Linked DNA regions of Zea mays: region 2 is linked to region 1. Evidence: chromatin contacts called from public Hi-C data. All regions are on one chromosome and are shown on one strand. The core of a region is the stretch at or near the end of the contact, and the rest is flanking DNA. Distances in the headings are between cores, read along the strand shown. Region 1 has its middle 73 kb from the start of LOC103632738. Region 2 has its middle 56 kb from the start of LOC103632739.

What was found. Hi-C and Micro-C count contacts between places; a contact is called where the count stands out from the background.
Region 2: a contact with region 1 is called in a Hi-C map of leaf, with 5 times the contacts expected there. The contact joins two enhancer-like sites. A contact is called at or near these places in 5 of 25 Hi-C or Micro-C datasets (bundle sheath, ear, endosperm and 2 more).

What each region holds. Positions count from the first base shown.
Region 1 is chr7:116,853,887-116,859,735 of Zm-B73-REFERENCE-NAM-5.0, forward strand. No RefSeq gene overlaps it. Among protein-coding and RNA genes, the nearest start is that of LOC103632738, 73 kb to the left of the region's middle. Within about 2 kb of position 3,250, at least 13 of the 20 cell types and tissues checked have an H3K27ac peak or open chromatin away from gene starts, as enhancers often do. A contact at or near this core is called in bundle sheath, endosperm and leaf, where this site is marked.
Region 2 is chr7:117,052,321-117,058,603 of Zm-B73-REFERENCE-NAM-5.0, forward strand. No RefSeq gene overlaps it. Among protein-coding and RNA genes, the nearest start is that of LOC103632739, 56 kb to the right of the region's middle. Within about 2 kb of position 4,356, at least 17 of the 20 cell types and tissues checked have an H3K27ac peak or open chromatin away from gene starts, as enhancers often do. A contact at or near this core is called in bundle sheath, endosperm and leaf, where this site is marked.

The DNA.
Region 1 (5,849 bases), core at 2,000-4,499:
TTGAGCACTATATTTGATAGTGGCAACGAATGGACGGGTCCGGCCATGTGGTTCGAATGGTACGTATCGGGCGGACTGCAAATGTAGCTCGAACGATCCACAAATAGATTAAATAAAGTGAGAGTCCTTGTCTTGCACGTGTTTATCCAACTAAGCACGTAAGCATCGATTGGGATAGGTCTAGAAATAGGTCCAGACCTCTTTCTATATATAAAGGGAACAACCGATTGAAACACAATACATTCGAACCAATCAATCTATTATCATTGCCTTTAACAGTAGTAATTAATCTTTTTCATCCCTAATCTTCACTACTCTTCGACTCTACCGTCTAGAGGCATCTTAGGTGGCATGCTGACCACAAGACAGCTCTGGAATCTTTCTTCCCTGACGGGTCGCCTCCGAGGGTGACAGACTCTACCAGCAGTACAACTGAGCCCACGTACCAGATATTAAATCAAGAATAACAAATATTACACTTTATTTTAGTCAAAAGACTAAAAAGGTATGAGTTGAAAAAGAGCTCGACCTCTTCTTTTAATAGGTCGCTCGGTCGTTCGTCCTACTGCAGCTAGCGAGGTGATACTAAGTGTAAGCGCTGCGCTGTGTAATTTCCTGTCATGTTATATTTGGATGGTTTTTCATGGTTTATCTGTGTAGTAACGACACACTAGTAGACGAGAAGAGATGGAAAAGAACATATCTAATTTCACATGTGTGAGGTAACGATCACTGAAAGACGAGAAGCTAGAATAAGAATAGGTTTGCGCTTTGCGGATGACACACAAAACTAATTTTTATAGGAGTAGAGACATGGCAGACGTGGTGCCCTACATCCGTGCGCACGAACGCGTAAGTGGCAGCGCTATCCCACTACGACTTTGTTTAGTACTCTAATATTCACCCGATACATATGTATTGAAGTGGATTGAGTGTAAATTAACCTAATTTTCACTCCAATCCACCTTAGGCCTTGTTCATTTCACTGTTAATCCATCTGGATTGGGTGATATTGAGTCGTATAGATGTCCAAACAGTGCGGGCCGCCCGTTTGGCCCGTGGCACGACACGAATTTAGCCCGATCCAAACATGGCCCGACACGGTCGGTTACGGGCCCGGGCCGGCACGACCCGTTTAGCGGGCCGGGTATGGGCAGATACGGCGGCCCGCGTGCTTTGGCCCGGCCCGGCCCGATAAATGGGTCGGCCCGACGGTGGCCCGCATATTTATGTAAATATTAAATATGTAAATACATTTAATTCTTTCATAGTATGTAAATACTAAATACGCGGCCAAACATATATAAAATGCATACATAAATATTTTGTTGTCTTAATATATATAAATAATATGCTATTATATATATTAATTCTGTTAAATATATGTATTTATATACCGTTCTACTGTTGGTTCGGGCCAGTGCCCGGTCCGGTCCGTTGAGGCCCACCGGGCCAACGGGCCGGCCCGGCACGATTTTTCCCTGTGCGTGCCGGGTTTGGGCATGTCCTTAGGCACGTGGGCCAGCCCGACCTGGCCCGAAGCATCAACGGGCCGTGCTTGGCCAGGCCCTATTCGTACCGGGCCGAAACGGGTTCGGGCCGGGTCCGTGCCGGGTGGCCTGTTTGGACATCTATATTGAGTCGGTTTAAATCCATAGCAAGTCAAAATACATCCATATCTATTCCAATACATTCCAATCAATATAGAATTGACGGAACGATTGAGGTGAATACTATAGTATCCAAACAAGACCTTGGAACAAGCTCCGTACTACGCTCAGCATGCATCAGCTCAGCGTCCGAAGACTCGGACAAAACAACAGCTATCTGCTGTCCAGTTTATGACTGACGAAACTGGAGAACGAGACATAGCTATCCAGTGAGCAGACAGGTTACATTTGACACACAGAACCTTGTAGGTTGCGAAGTCACATAGACAATGCAATAGTATGAGCCGGGAAGTCTCTGGCGTACCTCGTATTGCCATTCGTTGTGCAGTGCCCGTCCATGTTTTTGCTAATTGTAAAACCACAGGAAAACCCACAAAAAAAGGAGATCACCATTCACCAGTCCCGGTGTCCAGTCGTTATATTTCTTTCATTTCTCATGTGCACAGTATCAAGCTATATCATTCATTTACTACTGCAATTTAAGTCAAGTGCACAGTATCAAGCTATATTTCTTTCATTTTCATGTGCACAGTATCAAGCCATATATCATGTTCAGTCGCTATACAAACAACAACAATTCAAAAGAAAAAAAAGAGAGAGAAGATGTTGTCGTCCCCGCCAGGCTACAGCTAGCCCTAGGATAAAAACAAGCGGCGGGCCCCGGGCACGCAACCCTCGTTCGTTGGGCTCATTCGGCTGCTGACGGTCGATCCGGCCAGGACGCAGAAGCTGCCTTGGAGTTGGCGTGGCGATCGCCGTCGTCGCCCGTCGGCATCCCAGGCCGCGGCCTGCCACGTGCCCCGTCCGTACGTCGAGCTTGGAACGGGCGGCGAGAGGGAAGCGCATTTAAAGGCGGGAGAGCGAAGTGGCAACTGGCAGTGGCAAGTCAAGTGTTCCGGTGTCCCAGTACGGAGATGGACTTTTCTTCTCCTCGCATGAGTAATGCGGCCAGCAGGAGGTGCGGGTTGTTCTAGACGATGGATCGAGCGGGACACCGTACCGCCGCGCGTCATCGTCGCCGGACGCCGGTCGATTTCGATGCGGCGAGATAGGGGCTCGCTCGTTGAATTGCCTGAACGCGATTGGTAGTAGGATACAGATACACGCAGCGTTGCAGTTTGTGAGCGTAGCTGGCTTGGTTTGCTGCTACGTCGCTGCGTCAGCAAGCGACCTGGGCTCGCTGCCAAGCCGCCCCCACTAACTCCAACAGAGCCAAGTTGCTTCGCCATCTCCATGCATGCACCCTTTTCGATGGTGCTCACTTTATCAGCAGACCACAGCTTGCCACAAACCGATGGCCGAGTGATCATACGCAGACAACACACACAGTTTGTCAGTTTCCTAGCTCATCCTTGTCGATCGTCCAGAGACTTCCTCGCCATGTCTCTTCTCCCCCCTACGTGTCGTACTACACCCAACTTACTTGGCTGCAAATGGAGTCGTTGCTCTCCGCACGCAGGCAGGAACAGTAACGCTACTAGTACTACTGTTCTGGGACACAGAGAATCTGATGGATTGAGAGAGAGAGAGCTGAGGACCGTACGTCATAACGGTTTGGTCAGACAGCTAACCGAATAGGCCGTTGCATCGCAGTAAAAGAGGCGTCGTTGCAGTCACCATTGACTCGGCGACGACGCACAGGCACACATGTGTGGCCGTTAGAGCTAGCAAATGGCGCAGCTAAATAAGCGTCACATCCGCGCCGCAGCCCCCGGTTCACATATGTGTCGTTGCCGCTCTCCCCCGTACCTTTTGTGTGTTTTGTCGGCCGAGGGATTGTTCGTTTCAGATTAAAGACGACCGTGTTTGAACCGTCTTCTACTCTCATTGATTTTCAAAGAGAGTTCGCTGCACGTACTGAAGATCTAGATCGACGCAGGGACCAAAAAAAAACTAACATATCTCAGAGAGATTTATTAGTTGCACTCTCTTCTCTGGGTGCGAAAATTTAATATGTGTGCAGAGCAAAGCACTCCTATAGAATATGCGTACGCCACAGTCGACTAGGGTTGTCACTTGTCAGGTCAGCCTATAAATTGTCAAATTGATTGTACATGACGTGCACAATTTGAAGACAAGAAACAATTTAAAGACAAGAAATAAAAAAAATGAGGTACCTCATCCAGCGGCCGTAGACACGTCTGTGTCGCTTACGTGTACACTAACCACATGCCATGTCCGTGGGCCAGCGGGCCTTTACTAGGCCCATTAATTTTAATTTATTTAATTGTCAGATTTTCTATTACTTTATAAGATAAGATAGAGAGCATACGACGACTTTGGAATAAAGGGATTTCAGAGAAATTATATACATATTTTACATAAATCAGTTTATTATTTCTCACGGAAAAAATACATGAAACAGAAAAATGCACGTATTCCAAATGATGCCACAAGGACATGTACAATAGATGTCTTGAGTTGCGTCTTCGAGTTTGTCTAATAGGGTAAATGTAAAAAAACTCAAGACACGTATCTTGATGAAGACATCGTGTCTTGGTTCTATGCTCAATTGGTCAATTTAATTTATTGAACGTTCTGATTGGTGCAATGAATATAGTAAGACACATGTTTTAGACACACTCGCTGTATTATATTGTGTTTTACCTATGTATTATACTTGGAGTACCGTGCAACAGTGTTAGGGTTGTACATACCCTAATAATCATTACACATTCGTCCCGCAATCAGGCTTTTCGAACCAAACACTACCACTATAAAGGCCCACGCTATTACTTCCGCTTATCATCTCATGCAAATGGAAGTCACCTCTTCCCTCTATCAGTAGGTCAGGCACGAGAAGATGTGGAAGACCCATTCCCTTCCTAGCAAACCACGCACATAGAGGAACACACGAGACACAGTATGTAGGTTGGGCCTCTGGCCTCTTTCTATGTTCTGTTATTCATCATGACATGGTACGAGTTCCTTCTATAGACAGTGAGACCCTCAGGGGTAAAACTGGTATTTGCCCACAAAACCCTTGGTTAGGGTTTCTCAACACTCCCCCTTGGACGAATATTGCGACCAACACATGCCTCATTAAAACTCCTAAAAACTCAGTGAAAAAAATACAGAGAAAGAGTGCATAGTGATGCAAATTGCATTTGCACTTTGTTGCCTCGTTAAAAACCTTATGTGAGAAACTTCAGGAAAACTCACCATGGGAAAAAGAGTACAACAGTTGTCATCAGGACACATTTCGATCTTCTGGATCTAGATTCCATCGAATCTTTTACAAGGGCTAACTTTAGAAATATGCTCCCCTTGATCCTTGCAAAATTGTCTCAATATGACAAAACACCTTCTAGAAGTATATGCACATAGATATTTAGCAAACGAATTGCATATCGTTGCAAGGATCATTTCAGGAACTTTACCTCAACTCACTTCTCGGATACACGAGGTTAGTGCACGTATCAACGTAAATAAGCCACATTGACTCGTGGCGTTCGGTCGACCAGATCTACATATTTGATAGAAACTTCCATAAAGGTTCATAAATCGATCATCAAGTTGACACCTTTAGAGAATACAATATGACATTCAATGTCTCAAAGTTATGATCAATATTAAACATTCGCTCCCCCTGACGATGACATATGTCAAAGTCATTATCCCTCATAACTCAAGCACATTCTTCAAGATATGTGTCTCATTGTTCATCGAGACAATGAGGATGGATGAGGTTGGGGTGCTACACTTTTCATTCTATCATACACCACAATATACACATAGTTGTGCAAAGCAAATAACTTGTCCTTCCAAAGGACTTAGGGGACAATATAGTTGCAATAGTACATATTCCAAATATGACTCGTCGCTCCAGGCGTTCATTCATTACAACTTCTATGATGGTATAACAAAAGTCCATCAAAGATCATAATCCACTAGAGATACTTCATTGATCAGATACATTGTTATAGTCTGTTATTCTTTCATAATGGGGATATTTTGCCAGTAACACCTAAACCATCTGGGTTATTGCCATCAGGGCTTTAGAGGATACCGTAATTCCACATCTAGTGGAATATACCACGAGTAAAACTCGTAGAATGCATATGTGCTTATTCAATGAACTTCAAGTCCTTTGGTATCTCATCTTATTCAGTTTTGAGACTGTATGAGTCTTTATCCCTTTATCGGGATTAATAATTTTGGTGTTCAACTCATACTTTA
Region 2 (6,283 bases), core at 3,106-5,605, 200 kb after region 1:
ATATATATTAGTTATTGTTTTAAGAGAATGCTCAAAATACACCACGCACACACTATTAAATCATTATTTTGATTATGTAGTCAATTAAGGGTTCATTAAAAAATTTAATATTCACTTATTTTTTTTGTTTTATGGAAAGGCATTATCTCTATCAAGAGTTACTCTAACATATGAAAGAATATTTTATATAATCTTTGAAGGGAATAGCTCATTCTCATAAATTGAATTGTTTATTATTTATTTATTTATTTTAAGAAGGGTAAATTCCAAAGTATAATTATTCATCTGACACTTTACTGTGATTCCTTTTATAAATCCCAAATTCAGGATTTTGGGTGTTACAAATTCTACCTCCTTAAAATAATATTGTCCTCGAGATTAGTAAAAAGGAATGTATCTAAATCTTGTTTCAAAACATATGCACAATCAAGAATCTCAACAAGATGCATAGCTTGTTATTAAAACATAGGTTCAAATAGACCTTATTACTATTCCTAGAATAATAAAGAACTAGCTACTACCTAAGGCATTATTTAGGTCTTACAAATACTATCCGCTAAAGAAAACTACTCTAATCATGTTTCTCATTCCCCTCTTCACTGGCTTCTTTGCCTTCAACCGGCACCTCTTTCAGGTTTTCGGGTTCTCCAGGTTCAGCTTCTGCTTCCACATGGTTGACCTATCCCCGATTGACGGATAAGGCCCGACTCTTACTTCCTGAGACCTGACCCTACTTCATCAGAGCTGGAGTGATATAAGCAACCCTGTTGGGACAGTAGTTGGCATAATGACCGACCTATCCACATTTGAAGCATGACCTGTTTGTGGATGCATTAGGAGCAACAGGTCCCTTGTAGGTGCTTGCTTAGGGTATAGCTTGATTTTGTTGAGTTTGTTGTCCGAAACTGTCATGAGCTGGCGTGCCTTGAGGTGTAGCATAATGGGGACAAGTACTACTTCCAACTTGTCCTTGGTTAGTAGCCCTTCTTTTCTCTCCTAGCTCAACTCTCTTGTGTTCTAGAGCTATAGCCTTGTCTAGCGGTCTCTGGAAGGACGTGAATGTGTGGGACATCAGTTGGTATTGGAGTGGCCGATCAATCCCTCTAGAAATAGTTTCTGCTTTTTCTCATCATCATCAACTTCCCCAGGAGCATATCGGGATAACTGGATGAATTTGTCTTTGTATTCGCTTCCTGACATGCCTCCCTGTTTGAGGGATAGGAACTCCTTCTTCTTAATCTTCATGAGACCAACATGAATGTGGTAGTTTCTAAAGTTAGTGGAGAATTTTGCACAGAAGATGGTGTCAGCTGCAGCATGTGCTGCGCAGTATGCATCCCACCAATCTGCAGCAGGGCCAGTGAGGCGACCCGATGCATATAGAAGTTTCTCCCTATCAGTGCACTGAGCTATATTGAACATCTTTTCCATGGACTTTAATCAGTTGTCAACTTGCAGTGGGTCTGGGGAGCTAGACAAGGTGGGTGGCTTATGGCTCATAAACTCTCGGTGCTTATCCCTGGGTGGAGTTGGGTTGGTGGAGGTGGTAGTTGCTGTCATTCCTATCGTTCTTGATGGATTTCCTGACGCTCTTGACACATTTTTTGACGCTCTTGATGGATTTGCGCTTGCATATGTGTCATGGTGCTAGCCATCTGCTGTAGTAGTTGCATCCGAGCGGCAGCTACAACATCTGTCCTAGCCGGTGGGGGATTCAGAGGAGGATTCATCTCCGATTATGGTTGGGTAACTATCCTTCTGCGACGAATACGAGTAGGTAGATCAAGACCTCCTCCCCTCCTGATATTAACCATCTGGGTTAGAGACATATGTTAAGATATTTTTGCAAGGGAAATAATTTAGTAGGCAGAACAAATAGCCTAGTAGCTGGTCATATACGGAAGGATCAGAGTTTTGGTTGGCGGTGTTGTGTCTAGGTTGGGATAACTATGTTTATATGATGAATCACCAAGGATAAGATAGAATCTGTTAAGATAAGATGGATCTATGATACTATATACATTTTAATGGGGAATAATCTAGGTCGGCTAGTTATCTTATAAACACATTTTATGCCTATATGTATATGTAGATGCAATTGTGGACATTACTCCACAACTCATCACATTCAATCAAAGAACCAAATCAAACAGGTATCATAAGAACAAACATTCAAGCGTACAGATACCTACAAAACTAGTTTTGTTTTTGTTCCTAAGATTAGGCCTCCTTTCCTAAAGGTCACTTTAGGTACAAGATTTCAAAGTGTGAAATCCACTTTTGGTTTTAAGAAAGACAAGGTAAGAGTAATCAGAGTAAAGTAGCAATAGATAAGAAAAGATTAAGGTAAGTTTAGAAAGAATCAGAGTAGAAAAGGTAAGTAGGTAAGGGTTGTCCAGTTCTATCTAGGTAACGTCCTACAATCAACATTCCTCTGATACCACTTCTGTCACACCTGGATTTAAGGGGCAAACCCGGGCGCGAATCAAATGTGTGCTAGTATCAAGTCTCACACATATGATGACTCATGGTACAGAAATGAATGACACATCTTTACTATATAATGGAGTTATGTACAAATTAGTTAAATAATTATATCATAAGAAGACAACGATCCAGCAACCATAGTTGTCTAGGAGGCGATGACCTAGCCCTCTCATGAACTCATCACAACATCCTTCATGCTCCATATCCTGTGGTACATGTCCTTGACTTGGGGGATGTGAGTACCACATGGGTGAGCTCACATACGTTCATCACTCAACAAGTTGTAGGGAATAATGTGCATGATCTCACTTACGGTGGGGCTCATATGAAGTGTAAGGCTTAGCAAAGAAGATGGTTAAAGCTGAGCATTGCTTTTTAAAGTTGGTCAAAGTTTTATTAACACTTACTAAGTATAAGTAGATACCAACCCAATTAAATAAGAGATCACAATTAAGAATAACACCCACAATGCAATGCATATGACAGATTAAGTTTAGTTCCAAAAGTTAATCATGCGAGAGTCCTGAGTCGCTCTTGACCGTGAGCACGACTGATATACTAGTTTTACACTCTGCAGAGGTTGTGCATGTTTACCCACAAGACGCGTTTCCCGATTAGCCAGGGTTAGCTAGACCCTTAGACGCTTCTAATGTGAATGGCTAGCGATCCACCGTGAGACCTTTCCAAAGTTCCACTAGTTTGAGAAAACCCGCTATGGTTTCAGGAAGAAGGAAGCATATGAATCCCTCGTCCAGAAAGCCAAACAAATAGTCTGACCTGAGAACCTCCCAATACTCTCCAGCGACACCTCCCAACTTGCCCCTTTCGGGTAAGGTAATCTCTCCCTAGCTTTCCTAATTACATGGCCAAGGGCGTCCCATTCCACCCCTATGGTAGCACTGTCGTCTCAAGTTAAGCTCCATGTTCCAATTAACACAATAATCTTGTCATGAACAATAATTAAAACAACAACAAAATTGGAACATGGTCATAACTCAGATGTAACTTTAATTCCCAAAACCAGATAGAGCAATAGCAAGTCTACCCAACAGTTCATTTGTCTTCAAGGTGTGGGGTAAACAAAACTAGGGAAACCTATTGGGTCCCATCAAATTAACCTGAGCATGTCACAGTGATTACCAGAGAACATTATTAGGTAGAGAAGAGTGATCATGGGCACAAGTTGTGTGTGACTTGAGATCCCAGGTACTTCACCAAATTGGTCTTCGGGTGACTCGTAACCTCACTGCTACTCATATCAATACATACAAATAGGAAAGGAGTACATGAACATAACATTACACAAAACATGAGAACAAACAACATAAGAATATTCTATGTGTTGCTACGAGAGCGTAGGTTCAAGAACGACTAAAATCAGAGTTATAATGAATGCGATATGAGTTTCCAAAGTTTTATGTGCTTGGATTAGTTAAACATATGCTAAACCAATTAAGTGCTCGATTTTGACAACATATTACATAACAAAATAAGGTTACTAGGTTGTAGATAATATTTATACGAACCTAATGCAACTCGAACGGGTTGAATCAGAGCTAAAACGGAGGAGATATGGATTTTACTAGATTATTAGGTTTATTTTTATACCTAACTTCATTTTCTACATTTATTTTTAATATCTCAGATAACCTTGGACTGCGGACACCAATAACAGCGGTTTCAAGGTTTAAAATGAATAAAACAGGACCCAGCTCTAATGCTTCTAGAACTCCCCTGGACGGTGGGTTAATTTGTGAAAAGATTAGGGACCTTTTAACAATTGTGCATGCACCGAAGGGTACAAGTGTATGGGAGCCGTCCAATCTGAACACAGTGGATGAGATTAGATCCTATAACATTATAAACCGACACGAAGTGTGAGTAGTTGGATCAGCGATGCAGGGCCCAGATTTAATGAGGACGCAATCTAATCCGGACCGTGCCTTTCTCATTTGACGGTACCAGATCACTCTAGCCAACCTCCAAGATTACCCAATCCCCATCATCGATCACACGATCAACAGTAACCGTTCTCCCCCCTACCCAGACCAGGGCCGAGGCGGCGCCTCGTGCGATTCCACGATAGGGCATCGCCGGCGTATGCAGCACTGGCTGCCTAGGTGCCTTTCTCCCTTGCGAACAAGCACTACGCAAAGAGGTCAGGCATGCGAAACTTTCAGCAGTGTCCAATTCGGCGCACCCGCGGTGGTCGAAACTGGCCACGGAGAGACGGGGATGTGCAATGGAGTACTTGCTCCGGCGAGCCATTGGCGCCGCACTGCCCGGAAATTACCGTGTTACAACTAGCACTACTCGATGCGGACTTGGCTCGGAGCTATCAAGGGAACTCGTACCGTGGTTTGGTGCGCAGGAAGGTCAACGACCACGCAGGCGGCGGAGTCGCGGCGGTGATGAATTTCGGCGAGAAATTCCTTGGTCCCGGTCGATGCTCTGGCCCAAGAAACCTTACCGGCATCCTCGGGGTGTTACGACGAACATCGGACGATCCTGTCACTCCGATTTCTGTCGTGGTCAGTGGATAGTGGTGTGGAGGCTCACAGCTCCCCCTCGGTTCCTGTTGACGATCGACCCCTACCTCGGCGACATATGGAATTGGTTTGGATTGGAAGGGAAGGGTGCCTCGGCATCCAGATTTATATTGGGGTGAGGCGACATGCTCGGCTGGGATTGCACTGGTTTGTTATGCCGGTGCGAATCTGCGCTTGATTCTGTTTTGCATGAAGAAGAATGAGCTGCCCAAGCGGGCACACCTGGCAGAGTAAACGAGCTCACGGGGGCGAGAGTGAGGCTAAGGCCCTGTTTGGGAGAGCTTCACTTCAAGAATTTCAATTTCGTTTGAACTTCTTCAACCCAAACAGGTCCAGCTCCACGAGCTTTAGTTTTAAAAAAAATCGAAACTAGAGGCCCGTTTCATGAAATTCATGAAGCTCCTTAGAGGGTGCTTCAAAAACACTGTTTTTATATCTCCTCATGAAGCTATATGAAAATTACCCACCATGCCACTGGTTACGCAACATACAACTTCCGTTCTCTCTGGCGACAACCCACTAATCATCAAGGGTAATCAAGGAAACACACACAAATCAATTGTACTATAGAAGTTGGAGTCCATATACAAACCAAACGCTCCTGGAACTCACCTTAACAATTTGCTGGAGCTGTTTTATAGTGAAACTGGAAAACCAAAGCTGAAGTTTTTGAAGCAAAGCTCTCTCAAACAGGCCCTAAACAGCGGGTTCCACCAGGCAGTGGTAGGCACACGCGGGGTTGGAGCTGTGCTGAGGTGGCTGAGAGCGCAAGTGGGCCGTGAATGAGAGAATCGACCCAAGTAAAGGTAAGCTTCTTCTCTCTATTATTATTTTTTCCTTTCAATTTTCATACTTCAAATCCCTATTTCAAATTCGAATCAGATTTGTGGTTCAAATTCAAATATGCATAATCCTCATAAACTCCAGCACACAAATGCAAGTTATATATATATATATATATATATATATATATATATATATATATATATATATATATATATATATATATATATATATATTAGTTATTCCTTTAAGCGAATGCTCAAAATACACCACGCACACACTATTAAATCATTATTTTGAATATGTAGTCAATTAAGGGTTCATTAAAAAATTTAATATTCACTTATTTGTTTTGGTTTTATGGAAAGGCATTATCTCTATCAAGAGTTACTCTAACATATGAAAGAATATTTTATATAATCTTTGAAGGGAATAGCTCATTCTAATAAATTGAAAATTTTGTA